Linked DNA regions of Mus musculus: region 1 is linked to region 2. A link is a contact called in public HiChIP or PLAC-seq data. All regions are on one chromosome and are shown on one strand. The core of a region is the stretch at or near the end of the contact, and the rest is flanking DNA. Distances in the headings are between cores, read along the strand shown.

Region 1 (4,836 bases), core at 579-3,078, 100 kb before region 2:
GGTTACATGTTGTTATGAATTGTCCAACATGGATTCTGGGACCCAAACTCGGGTCCCCTGTAAGCGCAGCAAATGCTCTTCACCACTGGGCCATCCCTCCATCCTCACCCCGCCACCACCACCTTTTTGTCTTTTAAAGGCACCACAAAAACAAACAAACAAGCACCTCATTACTCTGTGTGATAACCTAAAAACTAAATCAATAATGAAGTAATGACAGATAAAGGCAACAGTGTGTCGCTTAGAGCCCAGCCTTCTGACCTCAGGGCTGTACTTTGAATCTAGGTATCTCCCCACAGGCACACGCTCTGATCACTCAGTCCCCGACAAGTGGTGTGATTTTGGAGGGTTAAAGTGATGGAAACAGGTCACTAGGGGTGGCTCTTTAAAAATGAAGCACACCCTCTGTTCTGATCCTAAGTGTTCCGGTGTCCTGCCTGCTGCCAAGTGGACAAGCAAGCAGCTGCTCCGGTCGGCTGCCACCAAGCGAGACTCTTTCACCCCTCACCCCACCACGATGCACTCTGAAACCATGAGTCAAAATGTATCCTCCCTCCCTCCCTCCCTCCCTCCCTCCCTCCCTCCCTCCCTCTCTCCCTCCCTCCCTCTCTTCCTCCCTCCATTGCTTCTGTCAGGCATTTTCATGACCGTGGTGAGAAAAGCAACTGTTTTACATTTTTGTATTTTTATTTATATGTGTATGTATGTACTCCACACGCATGCATGTAATGCCAGAGGATGCCAGAAGAGGGCAATGTACGCTGCCCAAGAGGGGTGATGGGACCCAAATTAGAGCTCTGGGAGCCATCAAATAATTGGTTTAACCTTAGTTTTCTCCTTAAAACGTCTGTCTCCAACCACAGTCACTTTGTGCATTGGAGCACACGTGAGTCAGGTCCTCACCAGTGTCCTCAGCGGACAACTTGCAAGGCATGGTTCTCTCTTTCCACCATGCGGGTCCCGGGGATCCAGGTCAGGTGATGAAGCTTAGCGGGAAGAGTCTTTACCCTCCGAGCCTTTGACCCTCACTGCCTGACCCAATTTTCATAGCTAGAGAGAGCTGGACTTAGGTGTAAGAGCCAGATGCTGAACTCTGGGGAGGCGCTGTTCACGGGTAGTATGACCCGGATGCTGGTCGGATCGGAAGCCGCCTTCAGTGTATCAGGGATTCTTGTTATTTTTTAATCCCCAATACTTCCGTGTACTCGGTTTTGATTTTTTGTTTGTTTGTTTTGTTTTTTGTTTTTTGTTTTTTTTTTTTTCCTGGCTGTTGAGATACTTTCCCGACTGGTCTAAAATCTCGTATTTTGGAGCTTGAGTCAGAAAATCTGAAGCCAGTTTCCACTTTGTGCACTCACTGGGTGACTCTCACACAGTGCGGGATGATACGGGATCCACTTTATTGGACGATTGTTAGGGAGCGTGTTCAGGTTTTCAAAAACCCATGGATGAGACTTAGGAAGAAAAAAGATTCGAATAGGAAAAGTTCCCGGGGAGAACTCTACCCTCCCCCACCCCATCCCCGGAGAGTCTGAGGGCCCCTGGGAAGGCTTCCCTCGTTTAGAGTGCAATAAATATGACAATGTAAAAAAACAAAAACTGTGAGTCGTCCTTCCGGAATCTAAACAGAATGAAAAAAAAGTCTAGAATTGCAAATATCACAGTCGTGAGCCCTTGGGACAAAGACTATGCTGATGTAACCTTGAAGCAGAAAATAAACAAACAAAAAGGGAGCAAAAAAATATTCAAGGCTAGGATGGAGCAGGCTGGCCAACGCCCTTTCCTGAAAAGCCCTTGTAGGGTGAGAAGGCAGGCGTCTTCACGCCTAGCACCCAGCGTGTCCCTCCTAGCTAGGTTTGATCCTCTAATGTCCTTTGGTCTCCTTCCCTCCCCACAAGTAAATTCCTCCTTCCAGTCTCCAATCTACTGGCGACACCCTGCAGCCCCTGTATGCTTTATCTGCGGATTCAGATTCAGGCTGTGGCTTTACCCAGGTGGCTTCTTGTAACTTTACTCGACAATTTGGAAAAACAAACAATTCCATTCCGACCTTCCGATTTCGTAGGCTTCTGCGTTCCCCTCCCAAGTCTGCCTTTGTCAGGACCCCGTTATTACAGATTGAGGTCACTAACTGATGGCCCTGGCTTGGGGTATTTCTTTTTCTTTCTTTCTTTCTTTCTTTCTTTCTTTTTTTTCTTTCCTTCTTCCCCACCTTAAAATGCTAACTTAGCTGGTGACCGATGGCAATTATATAAATGGTCTTTGTTTGGACTTATCTGATCTTTCCCTATCAAGGGGTTTAATCTCAGCCTTCCTGGAAAGCCTCAGCTTGGCTGTGAAGATGCAAGCAATCTTCCACAGCTGTTTCTGAGCCCCTGCTGCGAGCTGTTTACCCTTGTAAGCCCCCACTTGCGATTAAGAATTGCTGCATTTAAAATTCTATTTTTTTTAATATATGCGTTTATTTAGAGAGACTGTGTGCATTCGTGCGTGCATGCACACTCGGAGGTCAGGGGACAGCTTTTGGAAGTAAGTTCTCTTCTTCCACTTTGAGTGGGTTTCTGGAATCGAACTGGAGACATCAGCCTTGGCAACAGGAACATTTACCCACTGAGCCATCTGGCCAGCCCATGTCACTTATTGTTAAGAAAAAGAAATATATACATTATATATTAATATATAAAAACATATAATATACATTAATATATGCGGCAAAGAAGGAATCTCCTCCAGGTAATACGGTTGGGGCGATATGAAAGTTTTATATCAATACTGGGAGTCCCAAATATCAGTTTCCAGTCCCATTTGGAACATTTCGTTGCTATGTGAGTGGCCACTTTATACAAATTTGGGAAGGAGCCACAGAAGGAAGGAAATAAAAGCCACCTCTCCGGCTGGAGTCCCTCATGGGTGCAAGGTCCTGGGATCTGTGGGGGAGGGGCAAGCCCTTCCCGTCCTGCAATAAGCATTTTAAACCCTGGGCCGCACCTGTGTTTACAAACCGTAGCTGTATTCTCGGGATTTGCTGTGTGGGTGACAACAAGCCCTCTCAAATGTGCATTTTAGAAAAATCCAAAATCTGTTTTAAAGAGGAGAAATGAAGGTGGCCGATGGGACTCGGCGTGTGCCTTACTGGCCCCTCCCTGCCCTGCTCCCTACACCCGCCAAGCTTTTCACACCTGGAATGTTGGGGGGCGGGGGAGCTCTAGGTGGAAATGTCGGGGACTCACTCTTACTTCAGAACTGGGGCTACACTCTCTTCCCTCTTAGGCGAGGCTTCAGCCGGGCGGCGGCGGCGGCTTCATCACGGTAATACAATTTTGTATGTTAAACAACAGATGTCAAACAGAAAAAAAGAGACGGGCCTTGGCTTTTCTTTCCCTGTGGCCCTCTTCCCCCCTCCCCTCTAAAGCAGCCATTTTTTCAGTTGCTATGACAGTGGTGTAGGAGTCTATCATTTTCCCATGCCTGCTGTATGTTAATGTGGAATCCATGCAGGCGTTATCTGGTTAGGCTGGGGGGCGGGGGGCAGCCTGCCCTCCCGGTCCCCTCCCCCACCCCGTCCTCAGTTTCCTCTCTAAGGAGTGATGTGTGTAAAGCCCTAAGTTTCATTTGCTTATTAACGTATCAGTTACAATCAGCCACAGAGTAACTGAAGCCCCCAGCGTGTGTTTACAAAGCAAGCTTTGAAATGAACAGAAGAGAGCTAGACTCATATTTTGTGTGTCATCTAAGACAGTCCTGCCCTTCCACCCTAACTCCGAAAACATCAGACCAGTCCACATGGAGGAGGGGACCGAAGCTCCTTCAAAATTTCCCCAAGCTGAGATAATCATAAGGTTTTCATAAGAATCTTTCTAACAAAGATGGTGAAGAAATCAAGAAAAAAGAAAAAAAAAAACGTTATGGAAGGAATCGGAGTAAAGAAAAACTTATTCTTTAAAACCAAACGGAGAGAAAGTGGAAGTTGGCCCCACCAGAGGGTCACTCTTCTTGGTGGTTTCGGTCTGTGTGAAATCCTTTGTCATTCCTGAAAGAATTTGTGAATCAGAATCATTGATTAGGGGCCTCAGAGTTAACTGTGCTTAAACAGAGAGCAACAAAGAAAAGGGAAGTTTTTTTTTCTTTTTTCTTTTTTTTAAGCTTCAGAAACAGGCCAGGACAGAAGCAAAATTAACCCCCAACGTGATTGATAGCATGCTTCACGTTATCCCCCCCCCCCTTCATTTCCAACAGAATACAGCCATGCCTGTCAGCCGAGGTTGGCACCCCCCCCCTTTCTCTTCTTCCTAATCCCTTAAAAAAAAATCTTGAGCCAGTAGGCCTCTAAAATGATTGCTTCAATTGTCAGTAGTTGCTTTCTTCACATTGTCCGGCTTTTCGGAGGCATCTGGCACATTTTATTCCGTTTTTGTTATTTTGAGCTGTTCTTTTATCATTTACCCACAGGAAGCAGTCTTAGCTGGCTGCAGATAAGACCTCGCATCCAGATGTGCATATCAAAGCGGGAGCAGCTACTTATTAAGAAAAACTTTCTTCTTAAGCCCAGCTCCTGTTCAAAGGACTGAGAGAGCCCGTGGCGTCAGTGACAAGCTGGTAATTCAATGCCTCGTCCCCACTCTGCCTCGGGATGGGAGGGGGGAACGGAGGTCAGAGTTTTTGGTGAAGGTCCACGTTTTAAAGCTGAAAAGGGTCTAGTGTAACAACAGCGCATCTTCCCCTATGCAGGCATCTACGTGCCGCTGGGTTTACACTGGGGGAAATGAATGCGCCCCAAATGGACCAGTAGCTATGCCCCGAAGAACGGATTTTGAAAGCCTAAAATTACCTTCTTTT
Region 2 (4,863 bases), core at 1,459-3,958:
AGCCATCTCCTCAGCCCCTCAAAGATCTTTCTAGACACCCAGGAGTCAGAGACACCCAGCCCATTGAACGGATGGGGCTGGTTTCCTTTATTTTTTTGAGACAGGTTCTCGCCATGTAGCTCAGAATAGCCTGGAACTCCCCTTGTAGCCCAGGAGAGCCTCTAACTCATTGGATACCGAGGCTTTAAGTGTCTCTCTCTTCCAGAGAGTGGCTTATGAGAGTGAAACCTTTTAAAAAGAACTTTGTTTGTTTTAGGTGGGACTTGTACTTAATTCCAGCACTCAGGAGGCTGAGGCAGAAAAATTGGCTAGCCTGGGCTACCTATGGAGACTATGTCACACACAGGCACATTCTGCTGCCCTGGAGCCTTGCCCATACAGTGCGTCTGGCATGCATGCTAGCCCTGCTATTGCTCATGGCTGACTAATGTTCCTTCCAACGCTGCCTATCTGAGCTCTGTCACAGACAAGGAACTGGAGCCCTGCAGAGCATGGGGTCTGCCGGGAGGAGTTTCACAGCTGGAAGGTGCTGGAAGCCTCCAGGGTCCTGGCTGATCAGTTGCTCTTGCTACATTTTGGGTCCAGAGAGGGTATTAGCCATAGGAGCCAAGGGAGTGCCTGAATGTATGTGGGGCAGCATTTGCTTGGTGCTCCAAAGGGTTCCGGTAGCTGTGGCTCTGCTGTGACCTGACCCATATCCCGATGGATGACTGAGTGTGGAGCCCAGCCCTGCTCCCTGATGATGCCGTGGTTCTGTGCTGGCGGCTCGGAGTTCCTGTGCCTTGCTGGTGAAATGGGTTTAGTTATTTGGATTTAGTGGGGAGGGCTATTGGGACTTGCTGAAAGCTTTAGGATCTAGCTAAACTCAACTACAAGTCTATCTTTGGCTGGCTGGGAATGGTAGTACACACCTTTAATCCCAGCGCTAGTGTGGCAGAGGCAGGTGGATTTCTTTGAAGCCAGCCTGGTCTAGAGTTCCAGGTCAGGGCTATGTAGTGAGATCCTGTGTGAGGAGCTGGGGACAGATGTGGGTCCGGAGGTAGGATTTGCTCTCTTACTCTAATGGGTCTACCTATATGCACATACTGAGCTCTGTGTGCCATGGCACATATGGTGTGGTTGTGGTGGTGGTGGTGGTGGTGTGTGTGTGTGTGTGTGTGTGTGTGTGTGCGCGCGCGCGCGCGCGAGTGTACGTGTGTCTTGATGCTGCGGACAAAACCTAGGACCTGGCCCTGTTGCACCATTTTAGAAATGAAGAGGAAGAAGTAAGCCAGCCAGCTCAGCTGGTAGAAGAATAGTGTTTTCCCTCAAAAATACTTCTGATGCCTCCTTCCTTGGGGAATGTCTTTGGAATCTCAGTCACTTTTGTTATTTGTTTGGTATCCTTTCTCGATAGAGAAAATACTATAAAAGATAGGGACCCTGGCAGAAAACATCAGCAGAAACTGCCCCTCATAGTTCAGCATCGTTTATGGTAGTTACACGGTGTTACATCTTGAGGGACTTGACATACATACTCATTTTAAAAAAGATTTGTGTATTTTACTTTTTTTTTTTTTTTTTGCATATGTTTGAATCATATGCATGCAATACCAACGATGGCCACAAGAGGGCATCATTTCCCCTGGAGCTGGACTACCGACATTGATCAGCTAGCACAAGGGTGCTGGAAATCGAACCCAGGTCCTCTACAAGTGCAGCTGGTGAACATAACCAATGAACCATCTCTCTAGCCCTCTATATGCTGGTCGATTGATTATTTATTTAGAGACATCGTTTCTCTGTATATCCCTGGCTCATCAAGGCTCTGTAGACCAGGTTGGCCTTGAACTCAGCCTGCCTCTACCTCCCAAGTGCTGAGATCAAAGGCATACACCACCAAACTCAGCTCCTATGTGCTGGTTTTAAGGTTTGTTTTCATTATTCTTTTAAGTAGCATATGCCTGCGTGGGTGTATGCCACGTCAGCGCAGGTGCCCTCTCCGACCCCTTGGGGCTGAAGCTGCAGGTGTGTCAAGCAATGGTGGCTGCTTTTTAAATGCTGAGCTGTTCTCTGGCGCCCAGAGTGTTTTCATTTTCACAATATCCTTTTTGAGATAGAGAGAGACAGACTGACTGATACAGCCTTTGCATGCGATCACTGTGTCTGGGTGAAGGCTGCTGTGACTCTGTTATTATGATTTAGGAATGCAGCTGGAGAGAGGGGTGGGATTGATGCCACAGGGTGTGTGGGGGTCCGAAAACCTGCCCACCTTCTCCCCCCAACCCCGGCCCGAAACTCGGGGGACCCCAGCGCGAGGCGCAGGTTGCAGCAGAGGAGGCAGGCTGTGCGCGCGAGTGGCCGCGGCGTGGAGGTGGGGTGAGCAGGGCGGGGTGAGTGCGCGCCGCTCGGAGCGAGCAGGAGAGAATGCCCGGGGTGGGGTGAGTGCGGCGGGACGCGCGCTCGCGCTCGCGCGCACGGACACGGCGGGGGGCGCGTGGCCGGGGGGAGGCGCGCGTGGGGGGCGCGCGGCGCGGGCGGGGACACTGCGGCGGCCCCGGGCGGCGGGCGGGCGCGCGCGTGGGCGCAGCGCGGAGCGGGGCCCATGGTGCGGCCGTGTCCGTCGGTCGGGCCGCGCGGGCGGCTCCGCGCGTGGCCCGGCGCTCGCGACCTCGCCCCTGCGCTGCGGGCCCGGCCCGCCCGCTGCCGGCGCCTTCTCCCCCTGCCCCGGGGCGGCGCGGAGGCCGCGGGGAGCGCAGGGGGCGCGGCGGGCGGCGACATGACGGACAGCATCCCGCTGCAGCCCGTGCGCCACAAGAAGCGGGTGGACAGTAGGCCGCGCGCGGGGTGAGTGGCCGGGCCGTGGGCAGGGAGGAGGGGACACCTGCCGCGGCCCCCGGGAGTCCGTCCTGGCAGGCGGGGGACCCCGCCAGGGGCTGGGGGCGGGGGCAGGCTCGATCCCCTGGGGACAGAGGTCGAGCTGGAGAGAATGCAGAGTCCCAGGCCGCGCCTCCAGCCGCCAATCGGAGCCCCTGGGGGTGGGACCTGGGAGGTGCGTTTCTAGGGCCGCGCAGGTAAGGCGCTGCGGCTGGGCGGGGCCTGCGGCGCCGTCTCTCCGGTTCCCTGTAGCTCGGCCGTGGGACGCCGGAGCTGGGTGGGGCTGCTGAGCAGGTATCAGTGTAGGAAGGAGAGATGCCAGCTGCCATCTTGTGGGCTCTTTGTGCCTGGCTTCCCCGAGGCCTCAGTTCGGAGGCTCTACTCAATTCTACCGAGTGGGAAACGGAAACGGAAAGCCTGGGGGTGGGGGCGGGGGCGGGAAGGTACTGGAACACGGTTCCCACATTTCCTGCTCCACACTTCCTGCGGGTGGTGTTTGTTGGCTTTTTAAATTGTTTTGGGGTTTGATGGTGCTAGGGACCAAACCCGGTCCTCCAGCCTGTTAACCATTCTACCACTGAGCTACACGCCCCCCCCCCATCCCCCAGAATATAAGTTTTTATGAAGACACTTCGTCAGAGCTCTGTGTGGAACCCTACCCCAACCCCTGCAATAAACACTTTAATTAGTAAGATAAGTAGACTGTAATGTGCCGCGGTTGATTCGTGTCTCCTTGTTAAATGCAGGGACTGTGCCAGGTGATTCTTAGGAAAAACCTGACTTAAACAAGGTCTGCCTAATAGGTGTGCAGGTGTAGGAGTTTACCTGGGGAACTTGAAGCCCACCCCTGACCTCATTTTAGACTATGAAATGAGAATCTGGGGTCTCGACGGTGGCCTCTGTGCTCACAGATTCACCCACCTGCTGAATTTTGAAATGTGAAGAATGGAAATGACCTGTATCCTGATGGTGCCAGCTTGCCCTCCGTGGTCCCGGGCGATCCTTTATGTAGTTACCTGGTATTGGGCGCGGTACACAAACAATGGGGGAGGCACTGCGCGATGCTTGCGGGCTTCTTTGAGGGTTCTGAGGTCCTGTGCAAGGGATGGAGGCTGTGTGTGAGTCTTTGTTTCTTTCCCAGAGTTGGGGGTTGGGCTCAGACAAGAGTTGTGAAACGCTTGGCTGTATCCTCAGCTGCTTCTGCCTTTTATTTAAGTTGGGGGTCTCACTGAAATTCTTCTCCTGGCTCTGAATGTTCTCTGAGCACAGGAGAGACTTACTTGGGACACTCCTGCCTCAGCCACCTTGGTAGATTAGGTGGGATGGCATCCCGTGCCACTTGGCCTAGCCTTTGTGTCTTTCCGAAGGCCCCCTGCTGATTTTAAATGGCGGTCTTGGTTGAGGGCCTGGGTCAGTGCATATCAGAAGAGTGTGAGCATAAGTTAAAGTTTACAGGATAGAATGTGCTTTGACTTTCAGAGGCCTGGAGAGAGGAGAGCAGATAATTTTATATTTAAAAAAAAAAAAATCATGGGTGGCAGTGGTGGCACATGTCTTTAATCCCAGCACTCAGGAGGCAGAGGCAGGGCCATCTCTGTGATTTCAAGACCAACCTAGTGTACAGAGCAAGCTCCCAGACAGCCAGAGCGACACAGAGAAACCCTGTCTCGAAAAACAACAAACAGGCTAGAGAGATGGCTCAGCAGTTAAGAGCACTGACTGCTCTCCCAAAGGTTCTGAGTTCAAATCCCAGCAACCACATGGTGGCTCACAACCATCTGTAATGGGATCTGATGCCCTCTTCTGGTGTCTCTGAAGATAGTTACAGTGTACTTACATACATAAAATAAAAAAAAAAGAAAAAAGAAAAAAAAAGAAAGAAAAACAACAAACAAAAATCACTTGGATATGGTGGCCCAGGTCTGTAATCCCCGCAGGGGCAGAGGCCAGAGGCCAGAGGCCAGAGGCAGAAGCAGGTGGATCTCTGGTGAGTTTGAGGCCATCCTG

What was found. HiChIP or PLAC-seq counts read pairs in DNA pulled down with a chosen protein or histone mark.
Region 1: an H3K4me3 HiChIP or PLAC-seq map of embryonic stem cells shows a contact between it and region 2, with 9 times the contacts expected there. The contact joins the enhancer-like site here to the promoter of Atp9a in region 2. A contact is called at or near these places in 9 of 39 promoter capture datasets (cranial neural crest, embryonic stem cells, epiblast stem cells and 4 more), 4 of 15 datasets of contacts at CTCF or cohesin (embryonic stem cells and stem cell-derived epiblast-like cells), 23 of 484 Hi-C or Micro-C datasets (embryonic stem cells, spermatogonia, stem cell-derived epiblast-like cells and 1 more), 15 of 115 datasets of contacts at active chromatin or transcription factors (embryonic forebrain, embryonic midbrain, embryonic stem cells and 4 more) and 3 of 9 other capture datasets (adipose tissue, liver and pancreatic islet).

The regions. Positions count from the first base shown.
Region 1 is chr2:168,838,578-168,843,413 of GRCm38.p6, reverse strand. No RefSeq gene overlaps it. Among named protein-coding and RNA genes, the nearest start is that of Gm25214, 41 kb to the left of the region's middle. Within about 2 kb of position 1,828, at least 30 of the 459 cell types and tissues checked have an H3K27ac peak or open chromatin away from gene starts, as enhancers often do. A contact at or near this core is called in embryonic stem cells, epiblast stem cells, extraembryonic endoderm stem cells and 2 more, where this site is marked.
Region 2 is chr2:168,739,645-168,744,507 of GRCm38.p6, reverse strand. Atp9a (ATPase, class II, type 9A) reads left to right here and starts at 2,708. Exons shown (of 28, transcript NM_015731.3): 1 at 2,708-2,826. The coding sequence starts at 2,759.